2 separate regions of the Gossypium hirsutum genome follow, and region 1 is linked to region 2. A link is a contact called in public Hi-C data. All regions are on one chromosome and are shown on one strand. The core of a region is the stretch at or near the end of the contact, and the rest is flanking DNA. Distances in the headings are between cores, read along the strand shown.

Evidence for each region. Hi-C and Micro-C count contacts between places; a contact is called where the count stands out from the background.
Region 1: a contact with region 2 is called in a Hi-C map of leaf, with 2.4 times the contacts expected there. The contact joins the enhancer-like site here to the promoter of LOC107895202 in region 2. A contact is called at or near these places in 3 of 34 Hi-C or Micro-C datasets (all in leaf).

What each region holds. Positions count from the first base shown.
Region 1 is chrA13:95,717,038-95,723,699 of Gossypium_hirsutum_v2.1, forward strand. No RefSeq gene overlaps it. Among protein-coding and RNA genes, the nearest start is that of LOC121213302, 13 kb to the left of the region's middle. Within about 2 kb of position 3,019, at least 8 of the 9 cell types and tissues checked have an H3K27ac peak or open chromatin away from gene starts, as enhancers often do. A contact at or near this core is called in leaf, where this site is marked.
Region 2 is chrA13:95,628,729-95,635,405 of Gossypium_hirsutum_v2.1, forward strand. It overlaps LOC107895202 (histone H2A.6), which reads right to left and starts at 4,187. Exons shown (of 2, transcript XM_016820464.2): 1 at 3,704-4,187; 2 at 2,622-3,174. The coding sequence starts at 3,892. The coding sequence ends at 2,959. LOC107895201 (formin-like protein 5) reads right to left here and starts at 1,501. Exons shown (of 7, transcript XM_041085333.1): 1 at 555-1,501. The coding sequence starts at 731.

The sequences.
Region 1 (6,662 bases), core at 1,769-4,268, 87 kb after region 2:
TGAAGTATGCCACTGGTCTCCCTTGCTGCTGCAACACAGCTCCAATTCTAGTCGCACAAGCATCAGTATCCACTGTAAATTCGAGCTGAAAATTTGGTAGCACCAAGACAGGTGCTGTGCAAAGGGCATTTTCAAGTGATTAAAACATGAAAGTAGCCTGTTCAGACCATTGCCATCCATTCTTCTTTAACAAATCGGTAAGAGTTTTGCCAACACTCCATAATGTCAAATAAACCTCCTATAATACCCGGAGAAACCAAGAAAGCTTCTTAATTCCTTGACAGATTAAGGAACTGGCCATGATGAAACACATTCAACCTTAGACTTGTCCATAGAAACCGTTCCAGCATATAAAACATGGCCTAGGTACTCGATTTGAGTAGTGTCAAACATTTATTCTTCTTGGCAAACAATTGTTGGTCCCTCAAAAGACATAGAACCTATCTTAAATACTGCAGATGTTCGATCCAAGAACTCGAGTACACCAGCATATCATAAAAAAAATAGAAGCACACATTTTCTCAATAATGGCTTGAAGATCGAGTTCATAGGAGCCTGAAAACTAGAAGGGGCATTAGTGAGGCCAAAAGGCATTACGAGAAATTCATAGTGCCTTTCATGTATTCTGAAGGCTGTTTTATGTATGTTGGATTCCCTCATTCGAATTTGATGGTATCCTGACTTCAGGTCCAGCTTGGAAAACACTCGAGCTTCCCCTAGCTCATCTAATAACTCCTCAATTATAGGGATAGAAAATTTGTCCTTAATTGTATGCTGATTTAGTTGTCTATAATCCACACACAACGACCAACAACCATCCTTCTTCTTAACCATTACTATAGGAGAAGCAAATGAGCTGTTGCTGTTTCTAATTATCCCCGCTTGAAACATCTCATGAATTAATTTCTCTATTTCAGTCTTTTGAATGGTTGGGTATCAATAGGGTCAAACCTTTATCACCACACTTTCATCTTTTAAAGAAATTCTGTGATCATGCAATCGAGGAGGTGGTAACCCCTTAGGCACCTGAAAGACATCTACAAATTCTTCCAACAGTGCCTGAAGATGTTCTTCAGATTCCTTAACTGTGATGGTTGATAGTGCTACTTGATTGGGCGTGTTCATTATCACTGTGTAAGGTCCCAATGCCTGTCCCATAATCACAAAATATTTTTCATTTGAACCATACTCCTCCACGGCCAAAGAACCAGGAACAGTGCCTTGAATAATACAGGTCTGACCCTTAACCATAAATTACATGGTTAATGAGCTAAAATTCTAAACAATGTCCCCTAACATCAATAGCCATTGAACTCCCAAAACCATGTCACATCCTTTTAGTGGAAAAACAATAAAGTCTATTTCAAAATGATGGTTTTGGACCTCCCATGACACTTCTTTACACATTCCACTAGTAAAGAGACAACTCCCATTTGCTATAGGCACTTTCAACTTCTCTTGAGGTATTACTGGCAAAGACAGTCTACTTACCAGCTTTGCATCTATAAAATTATGCATACTACTAGAGTCAACCAAAATAATGGCTAGAATCAATCCTACCCGAGTAGCTGCCCTCATGGTGTTATGGCTTTGTAACCCATTGAGAGCATGTAACGAAATCACAGGGGATTTCGACGGTTCTTCTTCCGAATTTCCTTCCTCGAGCTTCTCTGAACACTCTTGAAATTATTTTGTTTCACTGTCAGATAAAGGCTCCCACAAAAACTGGTATAACAGCGATTTAACACATTTGTGCCACGTATGGTATTTGGCTCGACACCAGAAGCAAAAACCTTTCTGCTTACGTTTTGCCATCACAGCTGGAGAAATAGATCGAGTGCCTGACTTGTTGATTGAAGCATTGCTCATAGACTGTGAAGCAGAAATAGATCTTGTAGATGATGAGGAGTAGCCTGATATGATGAAAGAATTCAACATCGATCTAGGTGAGTTACTCGAAGGTGTAGGAGACTTCTTTGCTGGACAGGATAGGAGCACCTCGATTTTCCTAGCTAACTGAAAAGCTTCCATCAGCGTAGCAGGTTCAAATAGATCCAAGTAGTGACCAATCTCAATTTTTAAATTGCTAAGAAAAATGCTAGTGGCATAAGGTTCGGGTAGATACAATTGATTCAATAGTCCTACGAACATATCTTGATATTGTTCCACCGTACCTTGTTGTTTCAAGTTAACTGGCTCCTTCATAGGGTTGCCAAATTAACCAAAACCAAAATGATCCTGCATATTCTTCATGTATGCTGGCCACGACAGCATCTGGAGACCCCCATTTCGCTGGGAGTAAAAATGATGCCATTCTAACGCTCTCCCTTCTAGATTCAACATCACCACATAGACCTTGCTAGACTCTAGTATTCTCTTAGCCTCAAAATACTGCTCAAGATTGGACCACCATCCTCAAAAATCATTACCATCAAACTTGGGACATTCAAGCCTACTGACCTTCTCAAACACCCCAACCACAGGTGATTGATTCCTCAAATGCACGCTCCTTACATCTGCCAAGTTCAGTCCAACAGGAACAGTGGGTGCTTCGACCTCCTTTTGATAAAAACCAGGTGGTGCTTCGAGGACCCCTTTCCCATTGTCAAAATACTGACTCAAGAGTGCTTACAAATCCCCTCAGAACTCCTCTTTAAAAGTTTGAAACTTGGAGTCCATCGTTGCTTCTAAACGAGCCATTCTCTCTTGAATTTTGGCAATTTCTTACTGCATACTGCCCCCCTCTTTCTGCAACCTCGTCAAAACTCCATCACCGGCCATTGTAGGGATCGTAGAGGCTCTGATACCTTTGTTAAGATCTCAAAAATTCCACAGAAAATGTCGAAGAAGAAGAAGAATGGAAGAGAGAACAGAGGAAGAAAAGTTCAGAAAATTTCTTAATGTTTTTCCATAACCGTTTCTCCTATACAATTCATGCTTAAAAGGAGAGAATAACAGCAAAGAAAAGACGTGGCACTTACAGTTGTGCAAAACGCACCGAATCACTAAACTATGCGCCCCGTTTTACTGATTCAATTTTAAGATTGAAACTCACCGTTTTACTTAATGAACTAACCGTTGCAACTAACCGTTATTTTAACAAAAATATTTTGACCCATAACAGGAAGGAAAACAAGGGTTATTGCCGAGGGTTTGGATTGATGAGGTGTCGCTAAGGGTAGAAGCAAAGGCCGAAAAAAATAGAAGATATATGAGATGAAGGGGTTGAATGGGTCAGAGAAAATGGGTATTGAGGCTTCTGATGGTTCGAAACTATAGGATCGATCGTGATGTTTTGAGGGTTGTTGATCTGTGGGAGCAAGACGATGGTTGTAGAGACGTCGATGAAGGATGCCGGAGAGATGGGGCTGCTGCGTTTCTTGTCGAAAGAAGCTTTTGGTTTTCTTGTTTCTTTTATTTTTCTGGTTCTGTTTTTCTAGGGTTTCTTAAGAAGGCGGTGAGTTTTCTTTTGATTTTTTTGGGGTTTTTTTAAGTGGTTTTATTCATTTTTTGCAATTTTCCACCGTTGTTTTGTGTCACTTGCTTGGTGATAGATTAACTCATGCATATATGCAATTATTTATTGATAATGGCATTTCATCGGTCTTTAATTTTTTTAAAAAAAAGAGAAAATAATTTAAAAAAATCAGTTTTTTTTTAAAATAAGGGACAGGGAAGGGTTGAGAGCAATCTGTACACAGAAATTTCGCTGAATTTTTCTTAAAAAAATTCAATATTTAAAAAACCAAAAATTTCATATTTAGTTTAAATTTTATGTGACATTTATAAGCAGTTAACATTCCATGGGAAAAAAAATATCCTTAGCATAATTCAGTTGAAGGTGTGGTATGTGGAGGAAAATTCTCATAAGGCCAATAGCTGATTTGATAACAAAATATTAAAGATATGTACATATTTTCATAATTAAATTCAAATAAAATAGATTAGATTTACTATTGATTTGTGATTAGGCTAAATTTTGAAAGAAAACACTCTTCCAAAGTCTAAACCACCCACTTTTAGATAAGTCTAGAATTAATGTCATTTCGAAATAGTTACTTTTAAAAAAAAATGAATATCAAATAAAATATTATTTAAATACAATATAAACAAATAAATTTGTTGAAGAAAAATCTGAAATAGTTTGTCGGCTGTTTAAAGCACATGCCGTCCGCACCTTATTTTGGACAATCAAAATTGCCTTTGCCTTTCGCCTCATTCTTTAGACTTGACCCTAAGATTTCTAAATTTCCAAGGCTTCTTGGAACATTGACCCCAGACTAGTACTAATTGCACACCCACAATTTATTAAATATTATTTCTGGCCACCTTATGCATTTTATCACAATAGAATTATAGTATTATATGGTATTCATATACTGATATAATACCAAATTATATAATTAAAATATAAAAAATAATATAAATAGGATGTGAATATATATCAAAATTATTATAATCTGATAAAATCAAGGCAGTTAGTACGATTGTTTTTCTAATTGGTACCATATTGATTTCTTCGGATTGATTGTTATTTTTGGATAACATTTATAAAAATAATAAATTACAATAGAGGTCACTCAATTATGATTTTTTTAATGGTCCTTTAATTATTATTATTTTTGTTACCTAATTATGAAAAGTTATAAAATATTACCCGACTATTCAATTTTATTTTATTTTGGTCACTAGCTTGCTAATGCAAAAATAGAAATATCTAAAAATCTAAGATAGTTGGGTGACAAAAAAAAAATCGAATAGTTGAATGAACATATTGTAACTTTTTATAGTTAGGTGACAAAAAAATACTAATAATTGAGTAACCATTTTATAACTTTTCTTAGTTGGGTGACTACTAATGTAGTTTTTCCTATAAAAATTACAATTATCAAATAAATAAGATTAATAAAAGTAGGAGAAACTACACTGATAGTTACTCAACTATTAATAAATTTATTTTTTAGTCACCCAATTATAAAACGTTACAAAATAACTATCCAACTATTCATTTTTTTTTAAAACCCGTAACCGTTAAATGGCATAGGAAAAGATAACTTACAAGGTTTACTTAAATAAATACACATAAAAGACTTCTTATTATTGCATGGAAGGCTTCTTTTATATATATATATGTATACTATAATTTTATTTTGACAAAATTAAAGACGAAAATTCATATAAGGCTCTATTTGTTTCATTGAAAATGACTTCTGGAAAATGATTTACTTTTGTGGAAAAGCTAATATTTTCTGGTGTTTGGATGAATCTGTGTAAAATATTTTCTGTTGTTTGGTAGATTTCTTAAAAATATTTCATAAAAGTTGTTTTCAGTTAAACAAACATATATTTGAGCTTTTCTTATTTTTTCATTGTTTAATTGAATTTATTTTATCTATAATTTTATGTTTTACATTGTTTTTGTATATATTAAAAATATTATGTTAAATTCAAATCCATTATAACGTCATTTTTTTATTACATGACTACTAAGTGAGTATTTTTTTATTTAAAAATGTGACATCAACAAAATTGACAAAAAAATTAGCAATGTCAACAATTGGACTTGATTTTCAAATTTGAAAAGTAAATGACTAAATTCTTAAAAATAAAAGTACAAAGACTAAATTAGAAATCTGTGAAGTGTACATAAACTTATGACATATTTTAACCTTTATACTACAAAACATTTATTATTAATATATTTATAATTGTAATAAATATTTATTATTAAAATATTAATATTGAATATTTGCAATAATATGTGAATAATATTATTTAAAATTATAATTTTTAAAATTTATTATTAAAATAAAATTAAAATATTAAATAATTTATTATTTTAATAAATTATATTTATTATATTAATAGTTTATTATATGACTAAATATAAATAATTAAAAATGCATGTTTAATAATATTGAAAATATAATATTTTAAATATTTTTAAAAATAAAAATAAAATTTATTATCAATATAAAAAGATTAAGCTTGATTTAAGTTAATTTTTATAAAAAATAAAATTATCTATAGATGAGCTCTTTTCCGGGAAATGATTTATACTTTTCAAAATAGTAAGTCATTTTACAGGAAAAATGACTTATTTTACTTTAACCTGTAAGTCATTTTCCGTTGACTAAATTATTTTCTGTAAAACAGACACAAAAAAATGTAAAAAATATTTTCCGTAAAACCTTTTACATGTAAACAAACGGACCCTAAATGATCACCGCGAGTCTACGATGAAAGTGACGCAATAACATGATTCTTTACTATTAAAGAAACTTTGGTCCTTTATATAAAAAAAGTTAATTTCCACTACTAGTCCTTGTATTTTACGAAATTTATAGATCTCGTCCCTGTACTTTTATTTGATCAATTTTAGTCCTTATATTTTTCGAATTGGTCAATTTTAGTCATTGTACTTTTTCAAATTTGAAATTTTAGTCTTGACCCAAATAGTTGCAGTTAAATTCATTTGGTTAAATTCAATTATTAGTCTTATACTATGTGTACAATTGTCGATTTGATTCATATTTTCAACTGGATCATTCTAAATACCTATACTTTTCAAAATTTGAAATTTTAGTCTTCAAGCATATGAAAGTCGTTAATCCATTAATTGATTTTTTAGTAAGTAATATGTGAAAATAATAAGTTGAAAT
Region 2 (6,677 bases), core at 2,937-5,436:
TGAAAAACATTACAAAACATGATTCAAGACAATTTCAGCAGTTTTCAAAAAGTCAAACATGTAATGCCTCTTCTAGTTCTCAAAAGTTGAGCATGCACCATCCACCCATATATGCAAGCTGCTGGTATTGTCAAAAAACCCTTGCAAATTGCAGCAGATATTTCAATGCATTGATGCATACTTGTTTCCACCTCTAATATTGTTCCAACCAACTTACGTACATACCTCATCAATAATCAATGTGGAAATTACAAAAACTACTTCATACTTCTAAATAAGCATTGGTTAACTGCTAGATTGTGGTCTCATTGAACAAGCTGTCAACCATTACAACACCAACAATAAAAGGCTTAAGCACCGTTTCAAAGAACCTGAAGAATTTTCTAATAAACAAATCCATAATTGATTTCAATCCATAAACAAACGTTGTTCAAGCAAAACCAATTGCATTCAATGGACATTAAAATAAACAAAACAAATAACAAAACCAACTGTTTGTGTAAAATGAGTTTATAGGAGAATAATGGAATGAAGAGAAGAGCAAACTGGTTTACCAGATCATCATAAATCTCCCCAGTTGATGGATCCACTAATTGATTAAGGAATGCTTCTTCTTCTTCTTCCTTAGTGTAATCTAAGCTGACAGCAAATGATGCAAAAAGCAGAACTACCAAAAACCACAAACTATTGGTTCTTATGAGACCCATTTGTCCTTGTACCATCAGCATCATCACAAACAGAAAAAGGGGTCATTTCATTTCATCAATAAAGAGAACCCCTCACCACCAACACAACCCAAAACCTTTCAAAATTATCCTTATCATATAGCACCAATTCAATTCAATTTTCCCTCAAAAGAAACCCTTAGAATTTTTTTCCTCCAAAACTTGATGAAATATTGAAACTTGGAATCAGAAATCCAGAAACCAAACAAAACACGGAATTTATCTTCCCTCAGAGAGATAAAAAATGGGGTGAGGATCATTATTTTGAAACAAAAAAACCCAGAAATGAGCTTGAAAAGAAAAATAAATAAAAATAAAAACCAATAAATTTCAAATCTTTTCTTCTTAATTTTACCGACCATTTGTATTGGTAATTCAAAGATGTTGAAATTTGACCAGAAATGGGGAAAGATAGGATCCTATTGTTATGACCAGATCCCATCAATGGCAGCAGCTCACTGAAAACATATATATACATTAGCTGTTATCATGCATGTAGAAAAGTTGATAAGGAAAACATTGCCTTCATTTTGATCACGGGTTCTTACAATGAACAGATAAAATAAAATGTTTCCAAGGTTAAGGCTTCCTCTTTTTGTTGGGTTTGAAATGAAAAAAAAGAGTAGAAAAGAAGAGGGGGCAAAAAAAGCATTTTAATTTTAAAGAATGCATTTTAGGGATATAAAATGAGGCTTTCAGGGGGTGGGTAATTAGCGGAGTAATTAAGGATCTGTTATGACAGGTTAATTGGAGAAAAAACCTTTCATAAATTAGTGATAATTTTTACTAGTTTTGAAAAGATTATTCCTTTTTTTAACTAATGTTTTTGTATCTAAAAATTGAAACAAACACAAGGACCAGATATGAAATATTACAGATTGTTAACAAGGATGCTATATTTATTATCCATTTTGGATGCTTTATTTTTTAACAAGGACATATAAATTCAATTGATCATTATTTTCATCAATAAAAATTTTAAAAATGAATTATGACAAGCTGATTTTCCATTGAACCATGAGAAGTATCAAAGTCTTAAAATGATTACTGGGGCTCATCAGTTGGGATTAGCCAAAACAACATTTTAATACACCTTTTTCGTTTAATATTAAAAACGATGTCGTAGTAATTTAAATACAACATAGACATACAAAATAGAAAAATAGTACCAATTAACACGAATATGAACCAACATCATTCCCAAGGATGTTATAGAATAGGTTATAGAAACACAAGCTGAGCTAAGCTTAACATGCATGTATAGGTCCTTCAGCTAAAAGGGATCTTTGATTTTGCCATAAATGTTGGTTTCATTATGCCCTTCTGGCCTTTGCACTTACATGTTGGTTAGTTGCATGAAAATGGCTATGGGCGGGGGGGGGGGGGTGGTTCACTTTTAGGGTTTTGGCCTACAATTTCAACCTGCAACATAAAAAACCAGAACAAGATTCTGAATCCCAACACCATCACATCAATCTCACTTCTAAGGTCTTTTTACAACCCAAATCATGAAATCCTACAAATTCACAACACACATCACATACTACATAGGATTCTACATCTGTTTTAGTAGTCATATAACACACATCTAAATACTACCCCCTTCCAAATGGCAACAAATTTTCACAAAAATACAACACCAAAACTTTAACCAGCACAAGCATTAATCACCTTCACACTTGTCATAATAAGATTTTTTATTTTGTTAACAAATAAAGTAAAAACACACTTTTAAAATATTATAATGCATATAATTACAAATAAAACAGTCAACTATTACATTAAATACGCATTCACTATGCAAAAGTAACAAGCTTCAATTAACGCACATGTTAACCAGAACAAACAACAAAACCAATCATCAAGATTAAGATCAAAAACAAGAAAATACACAAATTGAAATTGAAATATTGCATTCATTTCATTAATGAAAAAAAAGTCACAGCTCTTCTATTGACCAAGTAACAGATATTGATGATTAGATTATATTCACATTAAACTAAGAAGCCTAAACTACCTACTAAACTAAACACCGTGAACAAACTACAATCCCACAAAAGACATTTGAAACACATGTTTTTCTTCATCTTCTTCAAACCCTAATCTCAAGAAACTAATGACAACAATCAAAACTAAAATTCAAGACCTGTTCCATCTCAGAACCGCATTAACACATAAGGAACCGGGATGCATTTCTCGCCAGCTTTCAGAATCTAAACTAATTGATCTGGATCTAATCATCATCCCCGCCGGAAACCTTTGAGGAGCCTCCGGCTTTCTTGGGGAGGAGGACGTTGTGGATGTTGGGCATCACACCTCCATTGGCAATCGTTACATCTCCAAGTAGTTTGCTAAGTTCTTCGTCGTTCCTCACAGCAAGCTGGATATGACGTGGCACAATTCGGGTTTTCTTGTTGTCTCTGGCGGCATTTCCAGCAAGCTCGAGAACCTGAAATAAGGATACAATTTGCATTGACATTAGGAAAGGAGAAAACACTGAATATTCAATAAATTTAATATGGTTTTTATGTACATACAAACCCTAATTTCTTCTAAATTTGAGGATTAAAGTATCGAAATCTCGTGAAAATCTAAGCTTTCAGAATTAGTAGCAAATTGTTTTTCAGTGGATAAACCCTAATTTAGCAGCCCAATGAACTGAAAAGATATTACATTTAAAAATATAAAGCATAGATCTGAATTCATAAAAAATATATGGAAACCCTAGTTTAGAAACAGATCCATAATTTTTTTTTTTAAAAAGCCAAATTTTCAAAATAAAATTGCTGAAACTTTCTCGTTTTAAAGTATTTTGAATAAAAGAAAAAAATTTCTCTATGGGAGAAAATTGGAAACCCTGGATTAGGTCACAAACAAAAATAAACAACTTTAAAAAATAAAAAAAATAAAAAAAAACTTATCGATTAATCCCTAAGAATTTAAAACCAAATAAACCCATATTAGAAAAGTCACGGTACCTCAGCCGCAAGATATTCAAGAACGGCAGCGAGGTAAACAGGAGCTCCAGCTCCGACACGTTCAGCATATTTTCCAGCCTTAAGGAACCGAGCGATACGACCCACCGGAAACTGAAGCCCGGCCTTGCTACTCCTCGATGTCGCCTTCTTCGAGGCCCCGGATCCAAGAGTTTTACCCCGACCTGCCATTGTATACTCGCAACGAAGATGATGAATTCCAAAAAAACGAAAATGCAAAATACAAAGGCGTGGAATGGAGAAAGATCTAAGTGATACAATTGTTGGTTGTTTAGGTATATATACATATATATTGGAAGCGTAAGGGAATTAGCCAGTGGGAAGAGAGGACGCGGATCGATGACAAAAACCGATGGATGATGAAGAAATAAACGGTTCAGATTTGAACTGAACACCGCTTCGGCTTTTTTTGATTATGGGGATTTTAGTTAGTTAAAATCTGAGGGAAAGTTTTAGGTCTAATTTTGCTCTCAATCCTTCTATTCTTCACATATTTGAAATTTAATCACTTTTTTTTTATTTTTTTTTTAGGATCCGAAGTCTCATTAATAATAATGTAAAAGAAATTCCATTAAAACTTAGTTTTTATTTTAAATAAGCAAATAAAATGTTGAGTTTAAATTTTTAAAATTTTTTAGAATAACCTTACATATCATATTATTGGAATTTCACAAACTAAATTTTGTTTTTAAAGTTTTTAAAAATTTCACAAAAATATGATAAAATTTAGTTTGTGAAATTCCAATAAAATGTTGAATTTGTGAAATTCAAGAAGTAGTTTTTATTTCAGGCAGCTTTAAATTCGCCACCTGACTTCTTTTAAAGTAATGTGATGTTAAAAATATCACATAATTCCTTTTATAATGTTATTAATTATACTTCAATAAAATTTATGGTATTAAAAGTAGAGTATCAAATTTCAAATATGCAAATAATACAACATTTGAAAGTATTAAATTCTTAGGAAGAGCTTTGTGCAAATCTCTAATAAACTGCCAACAACCTCTTGCTCTAACAATAAAGTATTATGTTGTAAGTATAAAATTTTGAGTTTGATTTCATGTAACCTTATCCCTCTCTTAATTATAAAGAAAATCTCTAATAAATTTAAATTTGTTTGAATATAATTATTAGATGATGCAATTACAATTATTGCTAAGCTAGAATCTTAGGTTAAATTAGAAAAATATGCCTTTTTTTTTTAATTAGAGAAAGATGTCGGTTTTTGAGAGAATGTGTGAAAATACATCCAGCTGGAGGCGCTTTCCTCCAACAGTCATTTTCCCAATAGCTTCGTAAATGTTGGCAATGATAAAAAATTTTAACAGGGCCAATGATTTTTTTTTAAAAATATCAGGCCATTTTTCATTCTTTTCACTCAAATCAAATTCTCTCAATTCTCTCAATTTTTGTTCGAAATTTTCCTATACACTTTGTTTAAAACTACTATAGTTTTATTTAATTATTTCATATATTCATTTTGATTAAATTTTCACAAATGACAAGCTCTTTGATTCATTTCGATAACAAGCACATTTCCGCTGCTCAAACGATAATGGTAAAAAGAAATTTTAAATTTCGTTATTTTCAATTAAGTTAAATTTGAAGTTTTTTAATTTTTAAAATATTTTATTTTATTGATATAAATATGCGGATGATCGTGTTTTGGAGAAGTTTATACATAATTTGTCAAAGAGGTTAGACACTAAAATTTGTGGTTATCTGCAAGACGTGGGATTCTTACATGTCTAATATGCTCGAGGGCTACAAATTGGATCCTACACTCATCAGTGCGTTGGTGGAATAATGAAAACCCGAGACACACACATTCCATCTTTCATACGGCAAGTGTACAATTACACTTGAGGACGTAGGTTTACAACTTGATTTACTGGTGGATGAACCAATTGTTATAGGGCCAACGATCGTTTCCGATAAAAAGGACCTTTGCAATGCATTTTTGGGGAAGGTGTCGAACAAGTTTCAAGGTGACTGCATAGATATGAAGTGGTTGGAAACTAATTTCAAAGAACTTCCTTCGAACGCACCCGATGTTGTCAAAGAACAATATGCCTGATCATCCATCCTAAGGTTAATCGGGGGCATTCTAATGCCTAATAAATCTCAAAATTTGGTACACATAAGGTGGCTACTACGCCTAGTAGACTTCAAAAAATGTAGATGACTGAGTTGGGGATTAGCCATGTTGGCCACGTTATAGCGAGAGTTGTGTCAGGCGACGAAATCGAATAAGATGTTAATCGATGGTTGTCTCCTCCTACTGCAGTCATGAGCGTGGTTACAACTGCCATTTTTACACCCTCGAATGAACGACCCTTATACGTTCCCATTGGTGAAAAGGTAAAAATCATTTGATAATAATATGCAGTTAATATAATAAATGTTGTTTATTTATTATATGTTTGAATTAACATATCGCTTAAATAGAAGGAACCATGGGCCAAGTAATACAGGACTACCGGAGCACCTCGAAGATATTCAGCTGTTGTTAGATCAACGCTTGGAAGCTGATGTTAGTTACTGATTTTCTTCAAACCTATAATAATTATGCAATGATTTTTAATTTAAAATTTCATACATAACAAAATTTACAATTGTGCATTGTAGTTTGAATGGATGTTATACACCGATTCAGATATCATAGACTACATCCCGCTAGAATTTTTTGTCATTTTAGAGTATGTTGGATGCCAATGTGCCATTGATAGTGTACGCAACGATGGAGATGTACAAATCAGATCGAGTGATGCGACAGTTCGAGTAGAGGCAAAAAATTTTGTTGTCATCGCAAGACATGGAAGCACGGCACAAGCTTGATTTGCAGGAGAAAATTGACGAAAATTGGCGCGATTACCACAATGAGTTCATCGACATTTGGGATCGTAGGATGAAATTCTTACCCATCTGTGAACTTTTTTTCTTATCAGATACAACG